Linked DNA regions of Sus scrofa: regions 2, 3, 4 and 5 are each linked to region 1. A link is a contact called in public Hi-C and promoter capture Hi-C data. All regions are on one chromosome and are shown on one strand. The core of a region is the stretch at or near the end of the contact, and the rest is flanking DNA. Distances in the headings are between cores, read along the strand shown.

The links. Promoter capture Hi-C pulls out the DNA fragments that hold promoters and counts their contacts. A called contact is a pair of places that touch in the nucleus more often than the background predicts.
Region 2: a promoter capture Hi-C map of liver shows a contact between it and region 1, with 2.8 times the contacts expected there. The contact joins the promoter of TRIP4 here to the promoter of PIF1 in region 1. A contact is called at or near these places in 1 of 5 promoter capture datasets (liver), 1 of 47 Hi-C or Micro-C datasets (liver) and 2 of 2 datasets of contacts at active chromatin or transcription factors (alveolar macrophages and skeletal muscle).
Region 3: a contact with region 1 is called in a promoter capture Hi-C map of liver, with 2.6 times the contacts expected there. The contact joins the promoter of FECH here to the promoter of PIF1 in region 1. A contact is called at or near these places in 2 of 5 promoter capture datasets (fetal liver and liver) and 1 of 2 datasets of contacts at active chromatin or transcription factors (alveolar macrophages).
Region 4: a contact with region 1 is called in a promoter capture Hi-C map of fetal liver, with 4 times the contacts expected there. The contact joins the promoter of NARS here to the promoter of PIF1 in region 1. A contact is called at or near these places in 2 of 5 promoter capture datasets (fetal liver and liver), 4 of 47 Hi-C or Micro-C datasets (fetal heart ventricle, heart right ventricle, liver and 1 more) and 1 of 2 datasets of contacts at active chromatin or transcription factors (alveolar macrophages).
Region 5: a contact with region 1 is called in a Hi-C map of liver, with 4 times the contacts expected there. The contact joins the promoter of ZNF609 here to the promoter of PIF1 in region 1. A contact is called at or near these places in 2 of 47 Hi-C or Micro-C datasets (heart right ventricle and liver) and 1 of 2 datasets of contacts at active chromatin or transcription factors (alveolar macrophages).

The regions. Positions count from the first base shown.
Region 1 is chr1:107,216,777-107,222,471 of Sscrofa11.1, reverse strand. PIF1 (ATP-dependent DNA helicase PIF1) reads right to left here and starts at 3,892. Exons shown (of 11, transcript XM_021093760.1): 1 at 3,793-3,892; 2 at 2,476-3,052; 3 at 1,249-1,381; 4 at 1,051-1,176; 5 at 791-944; 6 at 403-699. The coding sequence starts at 3,039. LOC110260912 (a long non-coding RNA gene) reads left to right here. Exons shown (of 3, transcript XR_002344495.1): 3 at 3,261-3,396.
Region 2 is chr1:107,652,878-107,658,685 of Sscrofa11.1, reverse strand. TRIP4 (activating signal cointegrator 1) reads left to right here and starts at 4,007. Exons shown (of 12, transcript XM_021093826.1): 1 at 4,007-4,160. The coding sequence starts at 4,060.
Region 3 is chr1:106,895,495-106,901,029 of Sscrofa11.1, reverse strand. FECH (ferrochelatase) reads left to right here and starts at 2,795. Exons shown (of 11, transcript NM_001170523.1): 1 at 2,795-2,861. The coding sequence starts at 2,795. It overlaps LOC110260892 (a long non-coding RNA gene), which reads right to left and starts at 2,540. Exons shown (of 3, transcript XR_002344451.1): 1 at 2,324-2,540; 2 at 2,076-2,222.
Region 4 is chr1:106,929,677-106,935,172 of Sscrofa11.1, reverse strand. NARS (asparagine--tRNA ligase, cytoplasmic) reads left to right here and starts at 2,068. Exons shown (of 16, transcript XM_003121455.6): 1 at 2,068-2,267; 2 at 4,956-5,496.
Region 5 is chr1:107,581,990-107,587,502 of Sscrofa11.1, reverse strand. It overlaps ZNF609 (zinc finger protein 609), which reads left to right and starts at 4,156. Exons shown (of 9, transcript XR_002344510.1): 1 at 4,156-4,281.

The sequences.
Region 1 (5,695 bases), core at 2,643-5,142:
CTACAAGTGAACTCCCCACAGGTTCTAAGAGTAGAAGGAACTTGGGTTTTAGTTAGACCTGTGTTTAAATCCCAGCTCAGCCACTTACTAGTCATGACTTTGGGCAAGTCACTGTACCTCTTTGAACCCCAGTTTCTGCATCAGTGAAATGGGAGTGTTAACATCTCTGAATGACGGTTGTGTCTCCATCAGCCCAGATGCCTGAGATGTACTCTGTGCCAGGCACTATGCTGGGTGATAGCGACACAACCCGGGGGGTAGGCTGGGTCCCAGTGCTCATATAGTGACCACCTCCTATGGCGCCATGAAGCATTTCTCCCCCTTCTTTGAGTCCCTGGGCCACTCTCTGATCCACGCTTGGATCCTCATCCCATTGCCCCCTCTCTATTCACCAGGGCCCACCTGCCCAGCCGCACAGCTTGCAGCAGAGAGATGAAGGTCTTGTCCGCTTGCCTCCACACCTCGGTCAGCTCCAGGGTCACTGGGACACACCTCCTCCAGCTCTTGGCCTGGTGGGGGCAAGGTGAGGGTGTCAGGGAGCACAGCAGACCGCTATGAGGGTTAGGACCGGGGGTGAGTGGTACCTGGAAGCAGAACTGTGGGGGCTGGGGTCCCTTGGTTACAGGTGGCAGCTGCAGGAAGTCCCCACAGATGATGAGCTGGATGCCTCCGAATGGCTTGTCCTGCTGCCTGACAGCTCTGGAGAGGAGCACAGGGTACTTTAGGGGCTGGGATGAATGGGGTCCACATGAAAGACCACCAGAACCCGCCCTTTCTGCATGTTACTGACCTGGCCACGGCTTCCAGCTTGTCAAATAGGTCTGCCTCTACCATGGAGATCTCATCAATGACCAGCCGCTGGCAGTTCAGCCAACCCTGCCGCACACCTGGCCGCTGGGCCAGGGCCACACACTGGGCCAGGGGAGCCTGTCCTGAGCCGATGCCTGTGAGTGACACTATTCAGCCTGAGCTGAGATCCTAGCCCTGACCTCCACTCCCTTCCCACGGCCTGGCCTACTCCCAGCTCAAGTCTCAAGGACTCTCACTTACCTGCAAAGGCATGGAGGGTAGTGCCCCCGATGTGGCAGGCTGCCACCCCAGTACTGGCAGTGGCCACCGTGCCTGTGGGAGGAAGTGAGCCCAGGATTCGCTTCAGCAGATAAGACTTCCCCGTCCCTGGGCAGAAAGCAAAGTCAGGTCCATCCCAGTGCACCACTGCTCTCCCCACACTCGCTCTGCCCCCGCTACCTGCACTGCCAGTGAAGAAAATGCTCTGGCCTTTCAGGACAACCTTCAGCACAGCAGCCTGTTCCTTGGAGAGCTGTGGTTTGGTGGGGGGCAAGCTCAGCCTCTTCACAGGCAGGGGCCACCTTGAGGTTTCCTAGGGGGGATAGGGCTGTCTCAGAGTCTCCCCGCATTCCCTAAGCATTGCCCTCTACCTTCTTGGCCTGGTAGCCCTTTGTGTTTCTGTTGGCTTCATTTCTTGGAGCCCTTGGGCAGCCTTGGTTCCCCTGGAGATCTTGCCAGTAACCATAGGGGTCCAGTTCCCCCTTGAGGAAGGGACCAGGACCAGGTCTCCACTGACCCCTGGTGACCTGAAGACCCCAGTGTATAGGTCCAGATTCTGTCTCAACTCCCTTCCCTGGGTTTCCTAACTCTCCTGGTCCTCTTAGCCATCCTTCCTTCTCACTACTCTTTCTGTTTCAAATTTCTCTCTCTCACCTCAGAACACCCAAGCAAAACCCTGCCTAGTTAGGGCCTCTTCTTGCCTCATCTCCATCTTCTCACCAGCTTAGTCTCAAACCCCTGTAGTCTTCCATCCATCTGTTCCAGTTGGCAAACACTGTCAAATCCACCAGAATTTGTCTCCCCTCTGACTGGACCTGTTGACTGCCCCTATCCAGCTGACCACTTCTCTCCAAAAGCTCCTCTCCTTCTCCTGGGAAACCATATTCCTACTTTTCTTCTGCAGCACCTTCTCTGCTTTCTCTCTTTTTTAAGGGCCGCACCTGTGGCATATGGAAGTTCCCAGGCTAGGCGTCCAATCAGAGCTACAGCTGCCGGCCTACACCATAGCCACAGCAACCCAGATCTGAGCCTCATCTGCGACCCACACCGCAGCTCAGTGCAATGCAGGGTCCTTAACCCACTAAGCGGGGTCAGGGATGGAACCGCATCCTCATGAATACCAGTCAGGTTCATTACCACTGAGCCACGAGGGGGATCTCCTGATTTCTCTGTTAATGTGACCTGGACCCACTTTTCCTATTCTCCTTACTCAGTCTCAAGGATTGCACTATGAGAACCACATGCACGATGCCCATATCCCTCTTATTTTCAAAAGTCCGATGAGCATCTTCTCTGAAACAACCAGCCTGCCATCTCAAATACCACCACCATCTCCCTCCTAAACGTGGGCCACTTTAGTCTTTTCCATCTCAGTGGCACACCCACTCCCCAAGGCGTTGTCCTCACGGTGTTGGACTTGGCCCCCACCCGGGGCTCCGTGGGCAGTTTCACTGGCGTGGTGTCCGTGACCCGGGTGACCGCCGCGCGCCGCAGCTCCTCGGGCTGCACCGGGCTGATGGTGACGAAGTCGCGGGGCCTTGGGCCAAGAAGTTGAGTGCGGGCGGAGGCTGGCCTGGGACCCGGGGCCGCGGCCAGCTTGAGGCGCAGCGTACGCAGGAAGCGGCGCAGGCGGTCTGGAGGGCAGTCGGAGAGCAGCAGCTGCACAGCGCCGGCCGGGGAAGCGCCATAGGCCGGGAGCCTTAGAGTGCTGCGCCCCATCGCTGCGAAGCGCGTGAAAAGGCGCGCAGCGCGCAAGGGGAAGCAGCGCGGCCGCCCCGCGGGTCCCGGCGCCTTCAGCCTAAGCATCAACTCCCGGCGCTCGTTACGACCCAGGCTCAACTCCGCGGTGCGTAGCGCCTGGCGCCTTCGCGGCTGCCCTCCCGGGCTCAGCTCTTCCACAGCCACGCGGCACCGTAGCTCCGCGTCCTCGCTTTCTGCTGCCGCTGCCTGGGTGCCCGACAGCATTGCCATCGCCTCTGCGGGTCTGTAAAAAGACCGGAGCTCAGGGGTCACGGGGACTCAAGGAATATATCATAGGTTGTATAGAAGCCGTGACGGGGAGCCCGGTGAAGGCCACATAGGGTCACAGAGGCTGTCACTGGTAACACAAAGAGGTCACGGAAATGGTAAAAGGGCCCTAGAGTAAACCGGATTTTCTCTTAGAAATTACTACCCTACACAATAATTTCCAGGGCAGCGGATGGGCAGCGTCAATTGCATCCAGCATTGGAGAACCGCAGCTGTCCGCCAAGTGCCACAGAAGGGAGCCCTGGAACGGAAAAGAAGCCTGCTTCCAAGAGACCCATAGGCGGACACGAGAATCCTGAGTCCTGTCCTTAAGAAGCCAGAGACTTTCACGTTGAGGAGGTGAACAGGAAACATACTCCCTAATAAGCGTCTTATGTCTTCCAGGTACGTTCACTAGTTTACATGCGGCCAAGCAGGTCTCACTCTTCTCCGTGTACAGAAGTGGAAAACAGGCTGAGAGAGGCCACAAGGGGTGGTAGGAGTCAGGGCTCGTGTGATTCTGAAGCCCTGGCGCTTCCCATCTTCAGGGTAGGGATAGAGTAGAGAATCTTTGGTTAGGGAAATCGCAGAGGGACCCTGGGGTGCGGGAATCCATTCTCCCTCCGTCTGACCCACTCGTGTGCACCCTCCCGGCAGGGACCCCTTGAAGAAGAAGGTTCTCTGCCTCCCACCTCTGGCATCCGAGTGAACACTCACTTGCGACGGACAAGCTGAACAGAGCCGGCATGCACGCAAAGGTAGGACACTGGGAACTTTCAAATCCTGGGAGTAGAGAATCACCCTATCATCGGCCGGATCTTTAAATTTTCCAGCCAATCATAGACAGCGGGCGTGGCAACGGGCGTGTCTTTGGGTGTCTACTCTTGGAGCCTGGGCTGTACCAATAGCACGCCGGAGGGAGAGGCTTATTGTGCTGGCGGAGCGTACCAAGTCGCGCGGACAGGTAGGAGTAGGGGGAGGAAGAAGTGAGCGCATCCGGGCGGCGCGTGGTGTTGTGTGTCTGACTTATTTTCAAGCCTCCAGCACACTCTCCTTCCTCCGCTTTAAGCCCTCACACAGCAGCTGAACTTGGCCTTGGGGAAGAGCTGCCTTTGATCCCTCGCATTCCTGTTTACATTTATAGGACCGTTTGCTCATTTCTGGGCAAACCACATCCCTCCACCGCCTGTTGCTACTGCTGTCTCTGTCTGCCCCGAAACTTTCTACACTTCCTCTGCCCTTGTAAGCGTCGTTTTACGTATTCGTCCTTCCCATCCGGCTGAGGGCCAACAGTGTAGAACTCAGACCTGTGGCCGGATGCTCAAGAGTACAAGGGAAGTGAATGAGCCTCTGTTTTCAGGGAATCAGTAATCCCTCTTATTGCTCTGGCTGCTCAGGGAATTTATTTATTTTTTATTTTTATTTTATTTTTTTGTCTTTTTGCCATTTCTTGGGCTGCTTCCCACAGCATGTGGAGGTTCCCAGGCTAGGGATCCAATCGGAGCTGTAGCCGCCGGCCTATGCCACAGCCACAGCAACACGGATCCGAGCTGCAACTGCGACCTACACCACGGCTCACTGCAACGTCAGATCCTTAACCCACTGAGCAAGGCCAGGGACCGAACCCGCAATCTCATGGTTCCTAGTCAGATTCGTTAACCACTGAGCCACGACGGGAACTCTGGGAATTTATTTTTAATTATCTTTTTTTCTCCTCATTAAATCTTGGAATGACAGAGCTGGAAGGGATCTTACAGGTGAGTCAGCCCCCTCATTTATTGAATTGCCCCCATTTTTCAAGTGAGGAAACCAAGGCTCCAAGAAGTTTGTTTGTTTGTTTGTTTGTTTGCGGGGGGAGTCTGTACCCACTGTATATGGAAGTTCCTGGGCCGGTGATCCAAACCCAGCTGCAGCTGTGAACTATGCTACACCTGCAGCAATGCTGGATCCTTAAGCCACTGTGCCACAGTGGAAACTCCGTTTAGACTATTTTTAAGTGCACAATTCATTACCTTTAAGAACATTCAGGGAGTTCCCTTTGTAGCTCAGTGGTTAATGAACCCGACTAGGATCCATGAGGATGTGAGTTGGATCCCTGGCCTCGATCTGTGGGTTAAGGATTGGGCATTGCCATGAGCTGTGGTGTAGGTCGCAGATGCGGCTCGGATTCCGCATTGCTGTATATGTGGCTGAGGCCGGCAGCTGTAGCTCCAATTGGACCCCTAGCCTGTGAACTTCCATATGCCGCCGGTGTGGCCCTAAAAAGAAAAACAGACAAACAAAAAACGTTCAAATGTTGTACAACCATCACCACTATCTCCAGAAAAGTTTCATTATTCTCAAACAGAAACTTTGTACCCATTAGACAATAACTCCCTTCCCTAAGGTTGTCAGATCTAAAGGTGACAAATGACTCTTGTAAACAAAAAAACAAACAAAACCCTCAAGTGAAATGGAAGCATAGAAGTAAAAGGTGGAGTTCACCCTCATTTTTTATTATTAAAGAAAAATACACACCATTAAAAAAAAAAAAAGACAATGACCCCCTGTTCTCTCTCCTTTCAGCCTCTGGTACTCTCAACATTTTATTCTGAAAATATTCCAACATGTTTATGCTTAC
Region 2 (5,808 bases), core at 2,758-5,257, 440 kb before region 1:
TTGGTTCTCGTCAATAAATTATGGCTGAAATTTCAGAAAAGTCTACTCAGTACTTTAACAGAATCAACAGCTACTGCGTGTTTCTGAAATACAGAATCTAGATGATATTAACATTATAACAGGAGGAAAGGTATTTCAAATTCCCTGTAGCTCTGGCCAAATCTAAAGAGTCTAAGATTACAGCCAAAGTCCTATCAGAAAAATCAACAAGCCCTAGAGTATCCCTAGTTGTTCTTTGTCATCAAGCTCCTCTCAATACACAATGCTTTCACAATACACCTTATTTCCTTTTCAGTTAATTGGTTTCTACAAAGGGCTGAGTTACCTAATTCCCAAATCCCATAGAGATCAGAGCTTCATAGAGAATCTGCTGGTCTTTTCCCTTAGTACATATGCCAAGTAAATTGCTACAAAAAATTGCAAACATATCTTTGCACATAGGGGCAGTCTACATGGTACTATAGCCATATTTATGTTTGTCTTTTTAATTACAATTATGATAAAGAAGGACACATAATAGAGTAAAAATTTAGGAAAAAGGTAGTGATGCATAGTAAAATTTTTTTTTTTTTTTTTTTGAGGGCCGCACCTGCGGCCTATGGAAGTTCCTAGGCTAGAGGTCCAATTGAAGTGTAGGTGGTGGCCTACACCACAACCATATCGATGCCAGATCCGAGCAGCATCACCCACACCACTGCTCATGGCAACAACACCAGGTCCTTAATCCACTGAGCAAGGCCAGGGATCTAACCTTCTTCCTCAAGGTTAGTAGTCTATTTGGTTACCGCTGAGCCACAAGGGGGACTCTGTCTAGTAAAAATCATTTTCTTTTTTTGTTTTTTCAGGGCTGCACTGTTCAGCATATGGAAGTTCCCAGGCTAGGAGTCAAATTGGAGCTCTATCTGCGGGCCTACGCCACAGCCACGCTGGAAGAGCGGTGTCTGTGACCTACACCACAGCTTACAGCAACCCCGGATCCTTAACCCCCTGAATGAGGACAGGGATAGAACCTGCAACCTCATGGTTCCTAGTCAGATTTGTTTCTGCTAGGAACGCCATGAAGGGAACTCCCCATGAGTTTTCTGTGGAAAGTTTTATTTGTGCCATATACTAGATTCTAGATTTGTGATATCATATATTTGTCTTTCTCTTCTGACTTACTTCACTTAGTATGAGAGTCTTTAGTTCCATCCATATTGCTGCAAATGGCATTATTTTGTTCTTTTTATGGCTGAGTAGTATTCCACTGTGTGTATATACCACATCTTCTTAATCCATTCATCTGTCAATGGACATTTAAGCTGTTTCCATGTCTTGGCTATTGTGAATAGTGCTTCAGTGAATAAGCAGGTGCATGTGCAGGAAAGCTTTGTCTGGATATATGCCCGAGTGAGATTGCTGGGTCATTTGGTAGTTCTATATTTAGTTTTCTGAGGTACCTCCATACTGTTTTCCATAGTGGTTGTACTAATTTACATTCCCACCAACAGTGTAAGGGGATTCCCTTTTCTCCACACCCTTTCTAGCATCTGTTATTTGTGGACTTATTAATGATGGCCATTCTGACTGGTGTGAGGTGGTATCTCATGGTAGTTTTGATTTGCATTTCTCTAATGATCAGTGATGTTGAGCATTTTTTTTCATGTGCTTGTTGACCACTTGTATATCTTCTTTGGAGAAATGTCTATTCAGGTCTTTTGCCCATTTTTCACTAGGGTTGCTGGGTTTTTTTTGCTGTTGAGCTGTGTAAGTTGTTCTATATTTTAGGGATTAAGCCCTTGTCAGTTGAATCATTTGAAACTATTTTCTCCCATTCCGTAGGTTATCTTTTTGGCTTTTTTTTTTTTTAATGGTTTCCCTTGCTGCGCAAAAGCTTGTCAGTTTGATTAGGTCCCATTGGCCTATTTTTGCTTTGATTTCTGTTCTCTTGGATAAATTCACTTTAATAAATGATACTGATTGTAAACAGCATTACATCACATACATTAGAATACCAAGAGAATCCAATCACTAACATACTTTATGAAAAAAGGACTTTTAAAAATAATAATGATAAAAAAAAACAGAGTTCCCTTCATGGCTCAGTGGTTAACAAACCTGATTAGGATCCATGAGGATGAGGGTTCGATCCCTGGCCTTGCTCAGTTGGTTAAGGATCTGACATTTGCTGCAAGCTGTGGTGTAGGTCCCAGATGTGGCTTGCATCTTGCATTGTTGTGGCTGTGGTGTAGGCTGGCAGCTGCAGCTCTGATTTGACCCCCAGCCTGGGAACTTCCATAAGCCTAGGGTATAGCCCTAAAAGGCAAAAAAAGTTTTTTTAATTTGTAAAATTTTTTTATTTTTGGTCTTTTTAGGGTCACACCTGCAGCGTGTGTAAATTCCCAAGCTAAGGGTTGAATCTGAGCTGCAGCTGCTGGCCTACACCACAGCTCATGGCAACGCCAGATCCTTAACCCACTGAGCGAGGCCAGGGATCGAACCTGTGTCCTCATGGATGCTAGTCAGATTCGTTTCTGCTGAGCCACAACGGGAACTCCAAAAAAAAAAAAAAATTTATTCTTGAGGGCCTAGTAATTTCATCATATTATGCTATACTAAGCCCTATGCTACAGAGTCTGGGGGTTCCCCTTGTGACCAACCGGACTAGTATCCATGACAACCAGGTTCGATCCCTGGCCTCACTCAGAGGGTAAGGATCTGTCATTGCCGTGAGCTGTGGTGTTAGGTGGAAGACTTGGCTCAGATCCTGTGTTGCTATGGCTGTGGCATAGGTTGGCAGCTGCAGCTCAGATTGGACCCCTAGCCTGGGAACTCCCATATGCTTCAGGAACGAAGGTTTGCACAGCTGATCTGGCACAGGAGGTTAAGGATCCCCGTTTCCGCAGGTGCAGTGTGAGTCACAATTGGGGCTCCGATCTGTTCCCTGGTCACTCCATATGCTATGTCACCCTGAGGCCAGGAAAAAAAAAAAAAAAAAGAAGCTTAAGTCTGTCTTCAAGAAGTTAACATTTTGGAATTCCTCTGTGGCTCAGCGAGTTGAGGAGACTGCATTGTCATTGCAGCAGCTTGGGTTGCTGCTGTGGCTGGGGTTCAATTCCCGGCCCAGGAACTTACACATGCCATGGACTAGGCCAAAAAAAAAAAAAAAGGTGAAACAACCTTCAATTAAAAAAAGGTGAAACAATATCTAATGAATATAATTATTCTAAATACCCTAATGCAAATGAAGAACATATACATGTAACACAAAGCCAGTCAATTAAATTTAGCAATGAATGTATCAGAAGACATTATGCTCTCTAGAAAAAAAAGGAGAAAATCTGCGCCCAGCAGTGACCCCGAGCCATAGCAGTGACTGAAAACAACCGGATCCTTATCTTCTAGGGCACCAGGGAACTCCTCAAGTGCTATTCTAAATATTTTACGTAAAACCAGAACAATTTTTTTTTTTTATTTTTTTTGCTTTTTATGGCCGCATCGCTTGGCATATGGAAATTCCCAGCTAGGGTCTAACCAGAGCTGCAGCTGCTGGCCTACGCCACCGCAGCAATGTGGGATCCGAGTCACGTCTGCAATCTACACGACGGCTCACCGCCACGCTGGATCCTTAACCCATTGAGCAAAGCCAGAGATTTAATCCGCGCGTCCTTTTGGATACAAGCGGGGTTTGTTACCACTGAGCCACGACAGGATCTCCAAAACCAGAACAATTTTAAAGCTAGCTCCTCAGGTTATGGAGTATTGTTTTGTTTTTTTTTCCTAAACTATAGTTTTAATAGATATTTGTAGTGTCTTCTCAGGAAAATTTCCAGTTCTGGAGACCGACATCTGAAGACGCAGAAGCATGACGCGCAGATGGAGCTGTGGTACCAGTGGAAGAAATATCAGGAATCAGGGAAAAAGGAGGAGGTGGGAGGGAATCTGTGCTGGGGGGCGGGGCTACCGCGTGAGACCGCGCAGGCTGGCGGAACCCGCGCGAGCGAGGTCGGTGTTGCTAAGGGGACTAGTCCAGCGCTGGACGCAGAGCTTTCGCAGAGCAGCTGGTTCCGGCTGGGGAAAATGGCGGTGGCTGGGGCGGCGTCCCAGGAGCAGTTGGTGGGTTGGTGCACCCAGCAGTTGCGGAAAACTTTCAGCCTGGATGTCAGTGAGGAGATCATACAGTAAGACCAGCTGGGGTCCGTGGCAGGAAGGAGCTCTGGGATGTGCATTGGCTGAGCTAATGGGGAAACTGAGATGACTAAAAAAGTTAATGAGAGTGAAGAAATGTGGTAAAAGGGCTGCTGTCCATTTCTAAGCGCCAATTTTTGATCTCCGGCTTTATAGTTTAGCTTCTGGAATAGGGTGTCAAGCTCCGCAGGCGGCCGGTGGGCCTTTTTTCTCCTAGGAGAACAACTGCCTGATAATTAGACCTGTAAGACTGTCCCGGAAGGCAGTTTTCTTGTAGATTCTGGAGAAAAGAGGCAAGCCAAACTGTCTTTCCAGAAATTCCTTAATTCGAACATTTTGGTTTGCTCCATCCGGGTTGTGTTAAATAGGATCTGAAATTTAAATGGAGGCGACGTGATACAGTGTAAAAATAGCTCCTGACTTGGGAGTCCCAGTTTTTATTTTCTGTGGTCATTCACCAGTTTGAGAATCTTTGGAAACTTAATTTCCCTCTTTGTATCTTAAGTTCCGTATTCTATAAAGTGAATAATTAGCATAAGTTATCTTTAACGCTTTATGATTCTAATGAAATGGAGATGGCAACATGATTTAATATCGGCTTTCAATTGATTTTAACTAACCCCCCCCATGCCAGGTGCTGTGCTTGCCAGGTGCTGGAACTGGCAAAGATGGTTGATGGCTGCTGAAGTGGAGGAAGTGCAGGGTGTTGTTGGAGCGTTGGAGAAAGGATTCTCGTTAAGATTTGAGAAACTCAGAAGGTTAATTGCAAGGGGTGAGTTTAGCCTGAGAACTAAAGATGGGTAGGTGGCAGTGCAGGGTTCAGGTGGAGGGAAAAACTTACACAAAAAATTGGACTTAATCAAAGAATCTAAAAGTGTTTCTTTTTTTAAAAATTTTTAAAAACTTTTGTTTGTCTTTTTAGGGCTGCACCTGCGGTATACCAAGGTTCCCAGGCTAGAGGTTGAATCAGAGCTGTGACTGCTGGCTTATGCCACAGCCACAGCAATGCTAGATCTGAGCCGTGCCTGCCACCTACACCACAGCTCACGCAACACTGGATCCTTAACCCACTGAGCAAGGCCAGGGATCAAACCTGTGTGCTCATGGATACTAGTCAGATTTGTTTCCGCTGAGTCACGATGGGAACTTGAAAGTGTTTCTTGATTTGGTTCTTTGTTCATCAATACTGAAACCTAAATTGCAGTTCTAGGGCTTTTGTGTGAAGTAAGGCGAATATCTGAGTTTGGGAAAAAACAGACTTGTTGGCAAGGAGAGAGGAGAGCTTATTTTATAAGATTATTGTTATTGTTGTTTTGACCCCCTTGTGGCATATAGTGTTCCCCAGCCAGGGAATAGATATCCCAGCTGTATTCACCTAAATGGAACCTATAGCAACAAAGGATTCTTAACCACTGTCCCAGGACAGGGGATTGAACCTGCATCCCAGCCCTCCCAAGACACCATGGATCCCGTTGTGCCATAGCAGGAACTCCTAAAGGATTATTTTAAAGCCTATTTTAAAGGATATCAGAGGAGTTCCCATCATGGCACAGTGGTTAATGAATCCGACTAGGAACCATGAGGTTGCAGGTTGGACCCCTGGCCTTTCCTAGTGGGTTTAGGATCTGGTGTTTCGGTGAG
Region 3 (5,535 bases), core at 1,546-4,045, 320 kb after region 1:
ATAGTTTTGATACAAATATTTAAGCCAGAAAAAAACACATTTATATACACACTTATGTGTATGTGTATATATATATATATATACACCATCATATATGTATATATATATAAATAAATTAAAATGTTAAATTTAAATTAAATTTCATAATTTAAATTTTTATAAATTTCTTTAGCCTTGAAGGGCTTTCTGGATTTCTTATTAAACCCATATTTAGAACTCACAATTTCTGGTTTAAGGACTATGTTTTCTGATCAGTTCTTCTTTTTTCTTTTTTTTTGCTTTTTAGGGACACACATGTGACATATGGAAGTTTCCAGGCTAGGCATCTCCAAAGGGTTTTGAAAAGGGCTCCTATAAATCACATTATAGCTGCTTCCACTTCAAAAGAACATAAAATGTACTCATTGAAAAGCTGTTATATATGATGTTTGTAAGAAATAAGTCTTAGATTAGAAATAACAAATGTCATGAAACTCTCTTTGGGGAAAAAGCATAAAGTTCTGTTTACATTTGTAACCTGAGTCTTCATATGTACATCAAGAGTGTAGTTTTGAATGAGTTTTTAAAAAGTCAGTAAAAATAAAAATACAGGTGTGAGGAAAATGTATGGCATGGTGCTAATTCATTTTTTAATTTTATTATATTGATATACTTAATAAAGCATGTTTTGCTAGTTCCCTTCTTTCTTTCTGGCCAGCTACAAATTTAACCTGTTTCAGTGCTGATTATGTGGGCTTTGCACCTTTCTGCCTTGTCACTAATCATCAGCATTTCCCTGGGAGGGGCCAGAAGACTCCTGTTATCTCCACTTAGCAGGAGGGGCATAGCACCCGGGATGGAGAGATAACATTTCCAGAGGCTCCCAGAGGTAGCTGAGGAGAGCCCACATAGCTCAACCATTACAAACTCTTGGCCTTTTCTAGTTCTCTTGCCTTGTCCACTTTTTCCAGCAGAACATTTCAAAATGTAGAGTCTGTTTGTGTAGTTTATTTAAAAGCAGTGGGTTTCAGGAGTTCTCATTGTGGCTCAGTGGGTAAAAATCCAACTAGTACCCATGAGGTTGCGGGTTCAGGTTCGATCCCTGGCCTCACTCAATGGGTTAAGGATTACGTTGCCACAAACTACTGTGTAGGTCACAGATGCAGCTTGGATCTGGCATTGTTGTGGCTATGGCATGGGCCAGCAGCTGCAGCTCTGATTCAACCCCTAGCCTGGGAACTTCCATATGCCACAGGTGTGGCCCTAAAAAGAAAAAAAAAGCAATGGGTTTAGGCTTTAGGTAGAGGAATATATTATCTATGAAGATCACCTCTCTTTTTTATTTATTTTTTGGCCATGCCCATGGCATGAGGAAATTCCCTGAACCAGGACTCGAACCCATGCCACAGCTCTAGGCTACCAGAGAACTCCTGAAGATCACCTCCTTAAAGGGCAAATTAAACTAATATAATTTTCATTCTGAGTTGATTTGAAGATCATGTAGATAATATGAAAGGTAATTCATTTAATTTGACATATTTACACTGAGCTTATAACCAAGGAGGACTAACTTTAATAATAAATAAACTAATTTAATCAAGAGAATACAGAAAACTTTTCCAACCCAATCTAGACTCCATCTTCCTGGAATGTTCCACATGGCATGCCCCCTACTTCCTCAGGTCTTTCACAAATGGCAGTGAGGACTTCTCTGACCTCTTTATTTCAAATTGCATTAGCCTCCTCTCTCTCATCTCTGTTACATCGCTTCTTTCTTTCTAACGCTCATCATCACCCTAAATAGTACATATTGTGATTATTTTCTGACTCTCCCCTAATCCCCATGTAAGCCCCTCCTCTGTTCTATTCATTGCTGTTTTCCAAGTGCACATGATAGATGCTCAATGCTTGTTCAGTGAATGAAAGAATGATGCCTGACACCTTTCTGTTCCAAAGGTTGGTCTTGTACTCTGAGACGCACTGAATTTATGGGTCAGGTGGGCGGGATGTAGGGGTGCAGGTGTAGGGATGTAGGAAAGGCTAAAAATGAAGGGGGTGGGGGCTGTCCCGTGGGCGGTTTGGGGTCAGGTGACTACCTTGTCAAGGTGCGCAGACATCATACTGATAAACTTCACCACACTAGCCTTCCAAGAAGTTGATTTGCTGGGCTGGCCTTCACTTTTCTTAACACGATCACGTTAGCTGTATAATGTTGGCTTTCTGGTCACAGCTGTCAAAATCTGCTGCAGAAAAATTGGATAATTATTCGTGAGTGTCTTATATGAAAGAATTCCTTTTCTCATTCTGAAAACAAAGCAAAAGAGTCAGCACAGTTGTTCTGTACCTAGGCAACGAAAGTGGAGAATTGAGGCAAAAGCATTCTCATTCTATGCGATAGTAACGGTAATGTCAAGAAAGTTCTTTGCTGAGTTGTGGTTGCAGTTCCTGCCTTGGTCAGGTGGCTATGTGCAACCAGGGAGACACAGAGTGAAGCTGGGCGCCAACGCAAGTATTTTTGGTGGAAGAGATGGAAAGGGCGGATAGTACAGTCCTGAGCCGTTTCTTACCCTGAAGACTGCCTTACGGCAGGGCAGGCCCCGGTGAGGGGCGTGCCTCCTCCTGGCCCCGCCCTCGATCCCCGCCCCGGTTCGGCAGCGAATGAGCGGGCGCGCAGCCTGGGCGCAGGGAGTGGCGGCGCATGATAAGGCAGCGTGGGTGGCTGGTGCTGCGCTCTGCGACTGGTCGTTGTCGGAGCCCGTGCCTGGCTGTGCTGCTGCGGGAGGAACCCAGGCCCCGGGCCGAGGCTGCCCCGGGAATGCTTTCAGTCGGCACAAACATGGCTGCGGCCCTGCGATCTGGGGGCGTCCTGCTCCGCGATCTGCGTAAGTGGGGTTGTCGCGGCCGCCGCCTAGGCTGGGGACCCGGTGACGGCGGGGACAGCAGGCAGCTAGCTGCAGGCCCCCGGGCCTGGGAACTTCCAGGAACGACGGCGGCTGCACAGGAAGCTGGGTTGTGGGGCAAGGGGCGGAGAAGGGATCCGGAAAGGGACCCTCCCGTGGGGCTTACTTGACGGCCCTCGGAGGCCGTGGGGAGGGGTCCTGGAGTCCTATTGGTCAGCTGGGTGGCCATGAGGAGTGGCTGAATTTCTCAGAGCCTTAGTTCTTTTCTGTAAAATAAGAATAATGATAGTCACAGAGTTGTGAGGATTACGGGAGGCAGAGTGCGTTAAGGGCCAGGCACAGAAATGGTAACGATGGCAACGTCACCATCATCATCACCGTAGACATCTACCCTGAGGTTCCCTCCCTGGTGGTGGAAGTCACACTGGGTCCACTGCTCCTCTCCCTAGCCCCTGGCGTCACGCAGTGCTCACTTTTGCAGCAGGACCCACTGCGGGGCAGCTGGGCTTAGTGTTTTATACAGGTATTTGGAGAAAAAGCCCCAGTGACAATCCTGCACATATCTGATACAGACGTGAACGTACTTTGCTGACAGAACTCTAGTTCAGACACTCCTGGCTGGGATACTAGCCCTGCAGCACTTCAGCAAGGGATTCAGTGTAGCTTGAACTTTGTTAAACGTAAAAGGAGAAGGTAATACCTCATAAGCTTGCCATGGAGATTAGCTGAATACAGATAACGCCTATAGCACCGTGACAGGCACACAGTAGATATATAGATACCCTCAAAGTGTTCAGTTATTGTTATGTAAAAGGCTGCCACCTGCTAAGATGCTAAATTAGTACCTTTGAATGGTTACTGGACACAGATCTGACTTATTTTTATAAACTCCCTAAATCATCCATTTGGCACCTTCTGAGAAGGCATCCATTCTAAACCTCCATATCTTATTACAGGTGCCTTTGTTAGGAAAATAATAAGGTCCTAGTGTACAATGAGGATCCAGTTGCTAAGGGTAGTGGGAGACAAAAGACATTGTCTTTTAAGAAGAGGAAGCACAGTGCCAGTAATGGAGCTGAAAGAGGTATCCAATTAGTCTTTTCTTTCATCCATCCTTCCTGTAGCAAAGTCTGGACAGGCTTTAGAGTTGAGGTTGTAGAACAATACGAGAAACTTTAAAGGATTTGTTGTCCGGGTTATAAGTAACTAAGCGAAAGGATTAGTTAACCATAGTGGAAGTAGATTTAGAGTTCAACTGAATTATGGACTCTGATTTTAAGATGTAGTTATAGTACTGAAATTATCTTGTTTTATATGAAGGAATTAACTTCTAATTAATTTCTAGACTGTGGAGTTCCTGTCGTGGCGCAGTGGTTAACGAATCCGACTAGGAACCATGAGGTTGTGGGTTCGGTCCCTGCCCTTGCTCAGTGGGTTAACAGTCCGGCGTTGCCGTGAGCTGTGGTGTAGGTTGAAGACGCGGCTCGGATCCCGCGTTGCTGTGGCTCTGGCGTAGGCCGTGGCTACAGCTCTGATTCGACCCCTAGCCTGGGAACCTCCATATGCCGTGAGAGCGGCCCAAGAAATGGCAAAAAGACAAATAAATAAATAAATAAATAAATAAATAAATAAATAATTTCTAGAAAAAATTGAGTAGTATTTCTTGAATTCTTGCAGTAGAAAAGCAAAATTTTGCACTCACTTTGTATTTTTGCATATTAGAAAATTATAAGAAGCTCCCCAGTATAAATGTATATAGTCCTTATTTTTGAGTATTCTTACTTCTTGCTTAACCACATACATTGTGCCATTGTACTTTTAGAAAGTTGGTAGAGTAATCAATTTTTGTTTCTTTGTGCCTTTTTCTTTCCAAATTTTCTACATTAGGCACATATGTCTTTTGTAATTAGAAAAAATAAATCTAGAATAATAAAAAAGAAAATCAGTGTTTAAATTAATGACAGAATATTTTGGCTCCATAACAGCAAAATAACAATTCTTTTCTTAAAGCCTCCTCTCCCCAAGTGTTTATTAATAGTTATAATATAGGATCTTATTTCTGTTCATTTTCTTATTTCATTTTTTTGCTTTTTAGAGCCGCATTCACAGCACATGGAAGTTCCCAGGCTAGGGTCGAATCAGAGCTATAGCTGCCAGCCTACGCCACAGCCATAGCAACGAGGGATCTGAGCTGTGTCTGCGACCTACACCACAGGTCATGGCAACGCCAGATCCTTAACCCACTGAGTGAGGCCAGGAATCGAACCTGAAACCTCATGGATCCTAGTCAGATTTGGTAACCACTGAGCCACAAAAGGAACTCCTATTTCTGTTAATTTTTAAAATGGCGCACATTTTTGTTAGGATCTTTTGAAATAGTCGTCTCCTACATAATAGAAAAAGGCTCTATTAGGTACTTGTATACCTTGTTTTCTACTCTCTGTTGTACCACCCCCAAGCATCCAAAATATTAAATAATTTGGTTTTGGAGAACCAGTTATTCCCATGAACTTCTTAAGTCACGGGTATATTTTTGACTGATTCACCTATTGGGTTTCTCCAGGAATTAATGAAGTTTTGTTTTCTTAGGTTATCTTCTATTCATCTGCGTATCTCTCAGTTTTATAGCTTTTATTGTTTGTAGGCCTTCCAAAGG
Region 4 (5,496 bases), core at 819-3,318, 290 kb after region 1:
AATGTGAACCTAGAAGAGCTCTTTTCAATTTATTGGGTTTGTCCAAGACCAGACTGTTTCTTAGGATTTTGTGGCTTGGGGTGAAAATACTTTCATGATCTGCTCCAACAACAACAAAAACAAACAAAAACAAAATACACACACAACCATAAACCAAGAAATCCACTGGGCCTCTGAGATCCCCAGAGACCCCACAGGAGCCTCAACTCCTGCTAAACTAATACCATGATTGCTCTTCAAAATAACCTGGGGGAGTTCTCCCTCATTGCTTTCAGAGAACACAATCCCTTGTGTTCTGAAAGCTTCCCACTCCCCCCTCCATTTGACTCTACCTTCAACTTTCAAGACCATTTGACTCTACCTTCAACTTTCAAGACTATCTCAAATCCCACATTGTACCCAGGTCAATTCAAAGAAAGGAGTCCAGGCTGATACGAATTGTGCATTTAGAAAGCTTGAGAGCATACAGCCTGGTGAGCCTACGGGGGGGGGTTGGGGTGGATCCTAAGAGCAAAAGAAGTCAGGGAGGGTTGCCAGCTGGAGAATGAGAGTTTATGTTTCCAACTGTTCGCCCTGGCTGGAGTATAGAGATTAGACTGGAGAAATAAGGAGGACTGAGAAGACAGGAGGAAGGATACAACAGCTGAGCCCTGAACAACTCAGGGGTTAGGGCACAAATCCTCACGCAGCCGAAAATCAGATTATAACTTTATAACTGACCATCGGTGGAATCAACCAACTGCAGATCCTGTACTACTGCACTAGGTATTTACTGGGGAAAAACCCACCCATCAATTCAAATTTGTGTTGTTCAAGGGTCAGCTGTGGTTACATTGTACCAGAAGGTAAGGACAGGTGCTGAGCCTGGAAAGTTTGAGAGTTTTGAAGGAGGGCCATCAGAGCTCCTATTCAACAGCGTGAAGCAAGAGATGGGTCATTTCTTGAGAGAGTTGGGGCAGTGGAAAAGATCTGCAGAGTCTGAGATACTTTGAAAACTGGCCAGAATTCATTAGGAGTGGGGTATGGGTCCGTCCCACCAGCATCCCTCAGCAGTTTGAAGGCCTGAGATTTGATTTAAGCAGGATCATGGAACAAAAGAACAATGATTAACTAGCAATACTATTTACATCCTAATTCAGAAAGTTCACTAGATGCCAAGCACACACTAGGCATTTCTGTATCTCACATTAACCTCCAAAGGCAGCCTTTCCAGAATATTATCATCACTTTACAGTTGAAAAACCTGTGGCTCAGAGAGATTAAGGAACCCGAGCAGAGTCACTGAGGCAGAAAGAGCCCTGTGTCCTAGGATATCTGGCTTCAGTGCCCCATTAGTCACCCGCCTTCAAGAAAAATGAAGGACACTTTATAGTGTCCTTCATTTTAACTTTTCAGGAAGAGATTAAAGACAAAGCTAGCAGTTTACAAACACGAAAGAGCCTGGGGGCCGCCAAAATAAATTAACGAGCAAACCTAAATGCTTAAATTTAACTCTACAAGCAAAAAGTTACATTTCCAGTTTTCTAAGTTAATAGTGTCACTGTAATGATAATTCCCACTTTTTGTTTGCAGTGTCAAATCGATTTTAAACATTACTGAGATTTTCTCAAACATTACTGAGATTTTCTTCGATTGCTTGACCGCTTCGCTATCTAGGCAAACACTAAGCTTCCCCTCCCCACACCCCAGCCCCCGTTCCCGGCCCTGGGTTGGGGAAAAGTGTCCTAGAAACGCTTACAGTGATTTTTGCCTCTTCTCTCTTCGAAACGTCTTGAGGAGCAAATAACTTTAGTGCATAAAAAAGCGCTAAAGAAGCCTGCGCGCTTGCTCCAAGATAACGCACGGAAAGCTGTGCTCAAACAAGCCTGAGATCCAGCCTCCCTTACTCACAGGGGAGGTGCCGCGCAGAACCGGAAATGTTAAGACCACGTGTGGAAAGGCAAAAGTGCCTGGAGACAACATGGCAACACGGAAGTTGCGGGCCTTGGGCCCCAGCCAGCGGCCCGCTACGGTGGCCCGCGGGGGCCATAACAGGGTTAGGACCGTGATTCGCTTCTGGCTCCCGGTGGAGCGGAGGAGGCTTCTACCCAGAGACTAGAACAACCCTGATGGGCGGGGGCGAAATATCGAGGACCGCAAGAAGAGGGCGCCCCAGCTGGGCGGTCTGAGGAGGAGAGAAAAACAATACCATTCACTGCATGCATTCATTCACTATAAGCACCGACAAATTTCAATTTGTTCTTGGAAGTGACTGTTTCCACGATGCTGTAAGTAAAGTTCTGCTTCCGGAAGGAGGTTGGACTAAACTGTCTGCCCAACAGATAATTAGCAAACGCTTACTGAGTGCAAGCTGTGCTGAGTGCCCTGGAAGGATGCCAGCATGGCATCTTACCTACATTCTGGTAGTGACATGTACGGGCCAGGGACCAGACACAGGGGGCAGGGGCAAGTTCAGTACGGGCTGTGGGTAGATGAGGAGCAAACCACTCTAGGAAAGAGGTTGACTGCTTTGTTTTTATTACTGGGGGTAGAAACTGCAGGAGGCAGGCAGAGGGTCTTGTCTGCAGTTGCCCTGGAGCTGTCGTCCCTTCTCTCACTTCCATTTCATGTGGTCTTCACTGGTGTTAGGAGAGTTTGTCCTTCCTTTGGGCAAAGAACGGTAAAGATTGGAGTTCCCGTAGTGGCGCAGTGGTTAACGAATCCGACTAGGAATTCGTTGCGGGTTGCGGGTTCTGTCCCTGCCCTTGCTCAGTGGGTTAACGATCCGGTGTTGCCTTGAGCTGTGGTGTAGGTTGCAGACGCGGCTCGGATCCCGCGTTGCTGTGGCTCTGGCGTAGGGTGGCGGCTACAGCTCCGATTCAACCCCTAGCCTGGGAACCTCCATAAGCTGTGGGAGCGGCCCAGAGAAATAGCAAAAAGACAAAAAACAAAACAAAACAAAACCAAAAAAAAAAAAACAGTAAAGATTTCTGCCTTCTGGCTTCAGTGTGGGTCATAGACATTTCAAGTGCTTCACAGAAATGAAAATACCTGGAGAACTGTTTGAAACCAAAAAACACACAAAATAATCATAATAATATACATTCCACTGTGTGAGAGATTGCATCAAACATTGTCTGACACCTTGCAGTGTGTTTTAACTGCCTCCCAATAGGCTATTCAGCTCCTCTTTTAAGCCAGCTGCTTCTGAGTAACGGGGCTTTTATCGGTCACTACTGTCCTGATAAAGCTGTGTAACAAAATGTTCCAAAACTCAGAGGCAACACAACAATCATTTATTCTCACTGGTCTATCTAGGAGTCAGCTGATCTGGACCAAGTTCAGGTGGGTTTAGTTCCAAGATGTAGACTGGATCCAGGTCACACTTCTATCACCTTCCTTGGACCAGTAAACTCTTCTCCTGATAATGGCAGGGGCAAGAAAACACACTCAACTGTACAAGCACATTTTTAAAAAATTTTTTTCCTTTAAATTTTTAAAAAATTTTTAATTATTATTTTTATTTTTATATAAATGCAATAAATTCATTGAGTAATAAAATTAAAAAATAAAAAATAAATTTAAAAAATACAAGCACACTTTAAACCTTCGCTTTTGTCAGCTTAAAAACTATGGATGACTTACAAGTTGAAAGTTGTTTTACTGGGGACAAAATGAAGACTACAGCCCAGGAGGCAGCATTTCAGATAACTTTGAAATTCTGCTCCAAAGAAGTAGGAGGGAGTGTCAGTACACATGTGATTTTGGAGGGGAAGTACATGCAGCCACACACACACATTTTATATAAGTTAGCTGCTAGCCTTGTGGAGGTTACTGCTAGTTACCAGGAGCAGATGTCACCATGAAGTCTTTTCTAGATATGAGATGTAAGAATTGGGCTCATAAAATCCTCTCCTGAAAATATTTAACTGTCGAAGACCTGTTCTGCCAGTTCTCCCAGAGCACAGAATGCCTCACTCCTGATCTCCACCCTGGAGACTTTCAGGGGGTGTTGAGGGTTGGCAGCCTGCAGTGACTCATGATTCAGTCTGTGTCGAGGCAGGTGGCAAGTACCAATCTCCACTTCACACTTTCATCACATCTGCCCATCTCCCACAGTCAGAAAAAATCCACACAGCCAAGCCCAACATGATTTAAGCAGGGAAGTACATTTTTCCCACACAGGAAAAGGACACACATGTGATTATTTTAAGCAGTAATCTAACTTGACGCAAAGCCCATGGTTACACAGTGAACACCACAGACATTTCTTTCATTGAAAATGTGTTCCCTGATTATAGCAGATGTTATGTACTGTGGAGATGGGCACGGCATTCTGTAAGTCCACAGATGCTGGTGCTACAGGCAAAAGGGGCACATCCTTAGGTGGACAATGCCTCTACAATTGAGAGGCATATTGCTGCCTCCTCCAGGGAGCAAATGTAATCTGCCAGCTACCAGCTGGCCACCTGGTCCCCCCCAAAGATTAGTATCTTAATCTTTGGTCCTCAAAGTTGGCTTCTGCTGCTGTCAGCCTGGGTCTTCAGCGGTGGTAGTCAGCCAGCCAGATCAGCCTCAATGAAGGGCAGTCCATGCAGCTGAACCCACGCATAGCCACCATCCCATTGCTAAATGGTCTCTTGGACCAAGAAGCTCTGGGAGGTCTGGGGGGGCAAGGCCAACCTTCACGGTTTACAAACACCTCCTCCGTACCTAATGCCTTCTAATGGGCATTTACAGGAGCAAGACGTCTTCACATTCTGTGCCTGTCCAGAGGAGTCCACCCACATACTTCCCCTGCCCAGACTGCACCTAATCTCCAGTCTTATTCTCCTCCAAGTCCCTGACCAATGGGTCAACCTTTTAGCCAGTGTCCATCAGCCCCTCAGGTCATCTCTATTCATGGAGGAAGCAGAAAATCATCCATCCATCAATGTTGTAGCAACTGAGATTTCCCTTTGCCACTATCTTTTCAGAGCCACACCCAAGTGAGGCTGTAATAAAAGAGCTGCCCACATCTGGCTTATCCCAGGATATCATGCAGATGTCAGGAGCTGGACAAGGAGAATCCAAGTCTGTAAGTGTGGAGAGAGGAAGTGGCAGCAAAGCAGTGGAGGCAGGTGCTATGGGAATTCTTGTGTACCTTTCTCTAGTCGTCCAGACCTGCTCAGGCCCCATCCTATATACACATCTTCCTTTTCACCACAGAATGTTTCTCTGTACATGCAATTTTATGAATCAGGTAAAACTAAATTCACGAAGGGCAGTTCAGATGACAGTCTGTTCGTGCCCCCTGACAGGTCCTGTGAACTTCAGTTGAGGGTGCAGCCAGCCTGCCATGAGGGAGCTGGAGGAATAAGTACCCTGACCTCACTCCATCCCTCCAGGTGCCCCTCCTGGGCTGTATCTGACCAGAAGCCAGACAGCCCATCCATGTGTCCACGTATGTCAGCTTCTGGGAGCTCTGAACAGGATGAAGAGGCAATTTTTGTCTGGACAGGCTGTGGTATGCAGCTC
Region 5 (5,513 bases), core at 2,907-5,406, 360 kb before region 1:
TCCAGTTTTCTTAATACCAAAATAAAACTGGAAGGCAGGAGATGAAGAGCCTAGGGAGTGGGGGAAAAAGAAGTTTCTCTCTCTGCCTTTTTATTTGAATGACAGCCTGAGCAAAGAGGACTATAGATTGATTTTTCCACCTGGATAGATTGTGTGTGCATGCCTAAAGAAAAACATCAGGAGATACAAGAGTTCAGGTTATGCAACCATTTTGTGTGCTGTGATAAGAAAGTTTACAAGAACTTTACAAGTTTATAAGAACCTATCTCAGCATCCAAAATACGCAGCTGGAGCCACATGAGTAAATGGCAGAGCAACTTGGAAACTTCTTTTCTTGGTTAGACTGTGAAAGCCTGTCTTCAGTTCGCGTGGTGGTAGTATAAGGTCTCTCTTTTATTTGTGGAGACACCCGGGAGGAAGTGTGGGAGGAACTTGGGGTAGATGGCCCTCAGTTGCTCAGTGATGAATAGCATAATTTAAAGCCTAGTGGAAATTCTTAGCAGCCTGAGCACAAACTTGCCCAGGAATAGCCTTTCAGTACTTTACAACACTTTGCACTGACCCTGTAACTCTGGGACAGCTTGGCCTGAGGGAAGTTTCACATTTCTGAACTGGTTTTCTTCTGCAGCCTAAATATCTGCTCCCTCTTTTGGATGGTTGGGTTTGGTGGCTCTCAATTTGTATAGTAGCTAAAGGATTCAGCATTTTTTGTTTTTGTTTTTCTAGGCAGGACACAGTCTCAATTATATAAGCTCAGAGTAGGATATATATAAAACCAGAGACTTTTTCTCTGTCAGGATTTAGGAGGTTTTGGCCTTGCAGACAGATGTTTGGAATGGAATAGGGACCTTTTTTGCTTGCTATAGCTAATCTGGAGAAAGAGAACTAGGTGTCCCTTCTTTTCTTTTTAAGGTAGAAGTTTACAAAAACCCATTTTTTCCTAGGTATAGGTGTAAAAACTTTAGACTTTAAAGATTATTTTTACAGATAATTATAAAGTTATGGCTTTTTATAAGTTATAACCCTTAATCTCTTTCCATTTTAACTACTGTCTCTTCTAAAGACCATTTATGTGTATTTCATTTTGTTTGGTCAGGTTTTTTTAATGCCTTTGCTAGAGCTCCTAGCCAACATCAAGACAGTATTGGGGTTGTTCTCTTGCCCAGTTAGAAAAGGCCAGTAAAAAAGCAAGCATCTATTAAACTAGAGAAATCAGCTAACTTCAGTTTATTAGGTCTGGAGGGAGGAAAGAAAGTTCTGTGATGACGGATTTTTTTTTTTTTTTTTTTCCTTGAGATTCAAATAGCAAGCACACATCTGCTGTTCTCAGCTACTGTGAATGTGTCTGGAGGGAGGTGATCCATATCGTGAGCTCCAGCAGCATCAAGGGATCTTGATCTGGAGGGCTTTCTACTTCTCTCATGCAGAGAAGAAAGAATATAGCCACAGTGCCATCCTCTGACACGAAGAAATGTGTCTACATTATGTGTGTGCACATAATGTGGATTAATTCATGGTACGAGTTAATTCATGGAATGGTCAGATTTCCTGTGTGACAATGGAGGGTCTAGGAAGAACCTAGTAAATATTATACCCTAACTTGGCATCAGGTAAATAAGGGGCAGGGAGGATGACTGAGAACGCATAGATGTATCACTGGAAGGGAGTGAGATGTTGAGAAAACAGCAAAAAATGTCAATGGGGAAGATTTGAAAAGCATCTAGAGCTGCACTGTCTAATATGGTAGCCACTAGCCGCATGTGATTATTTAAATTAAGTGAAATCAAGAATTTATAGTTCTTCAGTCACAGTATGATATTTTAAGTGCTCAAATAGCTACATGTTGTTAGTGACTTCTGAAATGAACAGTGCAAGTATAGAATATTTCCATCATTGCAAAAGTTCTATCAGACAGGGCTTGTTTGGAGTTGGAATGAGCACACTTTTTCTCTAAAGGGACAGAGAGCAAATATTTTAAGCTTTTCAGGCCATACAGTACGTATTGCAACTACTCAACTCTGCTGTTGCAGTGCAAGCAAAATGAATCCATAGATAATGTGTAAATGAATGAACATGGCTATTAGCCAATAAAACTTTATTTTGGGGCACTTAAATTTGAATTTCACATAATGTTCACATCACAAAATAGTCTTCTTTTGGTTATTTTTCAGCCATCCAAAAATGTAAAAACCATTTTTAGTTCATGGGATATACCAAAACAGGCATTGCACCTGATTTGACCCGTGGGCCCTATTTTCCCAAACCCTAGCCTAGAGGAACAGGAAGTCAGGTTCTTTTACTGTATAGGATGTCAATTGCTTGAAGATTTTTAGTGGTTCTTCTAGGCTTGAGAAATTTCTCTCTAAAAATTAGAGTTCAGGAGTTTTCATTGTGACATAGTGGAAATGAATCCATGAGGATTTGGGTTCAATCCCTGGCCTCCCTCAGTGGGTTGGGGATCTGGGTTGCTGTGAGGTGTGGTGTAGGTCGCAGATGTGGCTCTGATCCCATGTTGCTGTGGCTGTGGCACAGGCCAGTGGCTACAGCTCTGATCTGACCCATAGCCTGGGAACTTCCACATGTTGCGGGTGCAGCCCTGAAAAGCAAAAATAAATAAGAGTTCGCTGTAGGAATGTTTCTTTTGTTCCCTATTTTTGTAGTCCAGTCTCCTACAATGGTAGAGTCATGCTCTTTAGTAGGAAATGACTACTTAAATGGTAACCCTTAATTAAGTCATATCTAAGCCTAAAACACTAAGCCCTTCTCTTTCTCTACCTGAAAGTAGCTGAATCCTCACTTGTAATATCATCAGTGTAGATTAGAGGTTTGCTGTCACCTGGCATCAGTTTTGTTTTTGTACTGTCCTAGAACAAGCTGAATATGGGTGGGCCAAGGGGAGATTATTTTTCATAGATCAGACAGGCCTAGCGTTCATCTTTAGCCATCACCCCCTGGTGTGCACACACGTGCACACATACACACACACACACACACAGCTTTTGCATGTGTATGTGGAGATGGAGAGTGAAAGGATTTTATGACCCAGTAACATACTATTTTGAGTGGCACTGTTGAAGGATGCCTCAGGATAGTGGAAAAAGGAAAGATGAAAACTGCAGAGCTAAGGTGGTCAAGGACACAGGAAGGATATAATTTAGGCTAAGACTTGAGAATTAAGATAAATTTGTTTGCTATAGAAGGGGGTGGATGATTTAGGAGGTGAAGAGTATGATATGTTTCATAAGTGAGAGGTGGGTGGGAGTGTTCACTTAAATAAGGACTGAATGCCTACTAGATAGTGTGCTGAGCAATCAGATGAATGGCAGATAAGGAAAGAAAAAGTTACAATCATAAATAGAATGGTGGGTTGGAAAAGAACAATAGGACTTTTAGGTGATATAAATCAACAGGATTTGGTGATATGGGGTGATGAGGTGAAGAGGGGTATAGGATGAGAAATGGGTGCTTGAACAAGAAAACTAGTGATAATCCTAAAAAAAAAAAATTGGAAGACAAAGGATAAAAAATTAGGGGATTGATACTTTGCTGAAACAACGGATAAAATGGATGAAACCACCATGAGCTGTGTTTGCCCTTCTGTTCTTTGTAGATGTTCACATTCACACCCCTTATGGCTCTTTCTCTCCCCACGGTTGGACACTTACAGAATTGGTGTCTTCTGTATTTAAGGTGCGATACTTCCCCAGAGACCTCTCTGCGAGGAAGTCTGGCCACCGAGAGTTCTTTCCACGAGGAGAGAGCGTTAGGTTCGAGCTCTCCCATCCAGGCTTCTTCGAGTTTATCTCTGTTTTAACCGACCGGCCGGGTTTTCCAGCATTCCCAGAGCTACGCGTCTCTAATCCTGGCTCCGAGTCTCTAATCCGGGCTCCGTGTGACCGCGCGTTCCGAGACCCAGGATTTGGCTCCGCCATCCAGGTTCCGGGTTTCCCCTGCGCTCTACCGCTCCAGACTCCACACCAGCCCGGAATCCGGATCCGAGGGCCCGATAATCCAGTGTCCGGGTCTTCCGGGCGGCCCTGGTTGTCCCGGATCGCGGCGGCGGCGGCGGTGGCGGCGGCTGAGGGACCCGCGGCCCCGGAACAGCGGCACCGGCGGGCGGGGCGGAGCGGCGCGAGGAGGGGGCGGAGAGCCGGCCGAGGCGGGGTGGGGAGGGGGGAGGGGCCGCGGGAACGGATGGCGGCCTGGGCCCCGTAGCAGCGGCGGCTCTACGGCCCGGGGCCCGGGCGGGCGGAGGTGGCGGCTCCCGGGACCGGTCGCGCGGTGAGTCCCGAGCTTTGTGTGGAGCTGGGGCTGGGGGAGGAGTGAGGCGGCGGCGCTGAGGGGGCCGGGGGCAGCGGCGCCTGACGGAGGAAGTGGGGGTTGGGGGCCGGGGCGGAGCGAGGAGAAGGTGTGTATGGCGGGGTGGGGGGGGGTCGTTGCGTGGGTGGGGGAGGGGGGAGTCGAGGGGATTGGGGTGAAGTTCAAAGCGTGGCCAGGCCGGTTCACGCTGAGGGTAGGGGTACCCGAGAGGGATTAGAGTCTGGCCAGGTTGTAAGGACAGGCCAGAGAGTTTTAGAGGCCAGTCTGGTATCTTGCGGGGGGCCCAGGGTGACTGGAGCTAGTCAGGGAGTTAGGGGGGTTCAGGGCGAAGGGCTGGGAGCAGGACGTGTGCGTGGCCCAGGAGGGGGGAGCAAGGTGGCTGGGGGCGTGCAGTAAGTAGCTTGTGGGTGTGTGCTCCTTGTAGTCTTCAGGTCACATTTACTCCTGTCCTTTTCTTCAAGATGGAGGGATCCCTAGGCCTGGCCCTTAAACTACTATCCTTGTACCCTCGGGAGGGTTTGTGACCCTGTCCTGTTTGGAAAACCCATGCTGCCCTCTTTTCCCTTTATGTGTAATTACGGTTGGATCATCTCTGTGCTTTGCTCAGATTCTCCTTCCTCCCTCTGGGGTTGAGGAGGAGGAGACACATCTGACCAATTAATGTGTGTTTGTGAAACAGGCAGCAGCAAACAGTCATTTCAGCTTCTAGGAATTAGGCTCACACAGGGTGGAGAGATCATAGCCCTTCAGGGGGAATATTTCTGAACAAATCACAGATGATTAAATTCTCTAAGAAACAGCTTCCTACCTAAATGAGAGTGGGAAAGATGGGGGAGAAAGCCTGTCTGTTTCCAGCCATGTGTCCAGAGCCCCAGGGGTTGAGGAGAGTCCCCAATCCCCCACAGGCCTCTCTTTTCTGTATTAGGCTTTGCTCTGCAGCCTTGAGTTAATTTCACCCCTGCTGCTTTGTCTTGGGGGAGGGAGTGCTGGTTTAGGCTGTTGTGAGGAGATGACTGTTCTGCTGCCACACACAATAGTCATGTCATTTTATCGGGAGTGCTACCCCAGGGCTGAGAACTGCTGCTGCAGAGATAAACCCGTCCCTCTCACCCGCCTATTGTGTACACAGTGAAGGTCATAGGTTCAAGTCTTGTCTGAGAGCTTTGGATATGCTCCATCTCCCAGGCTCCTCA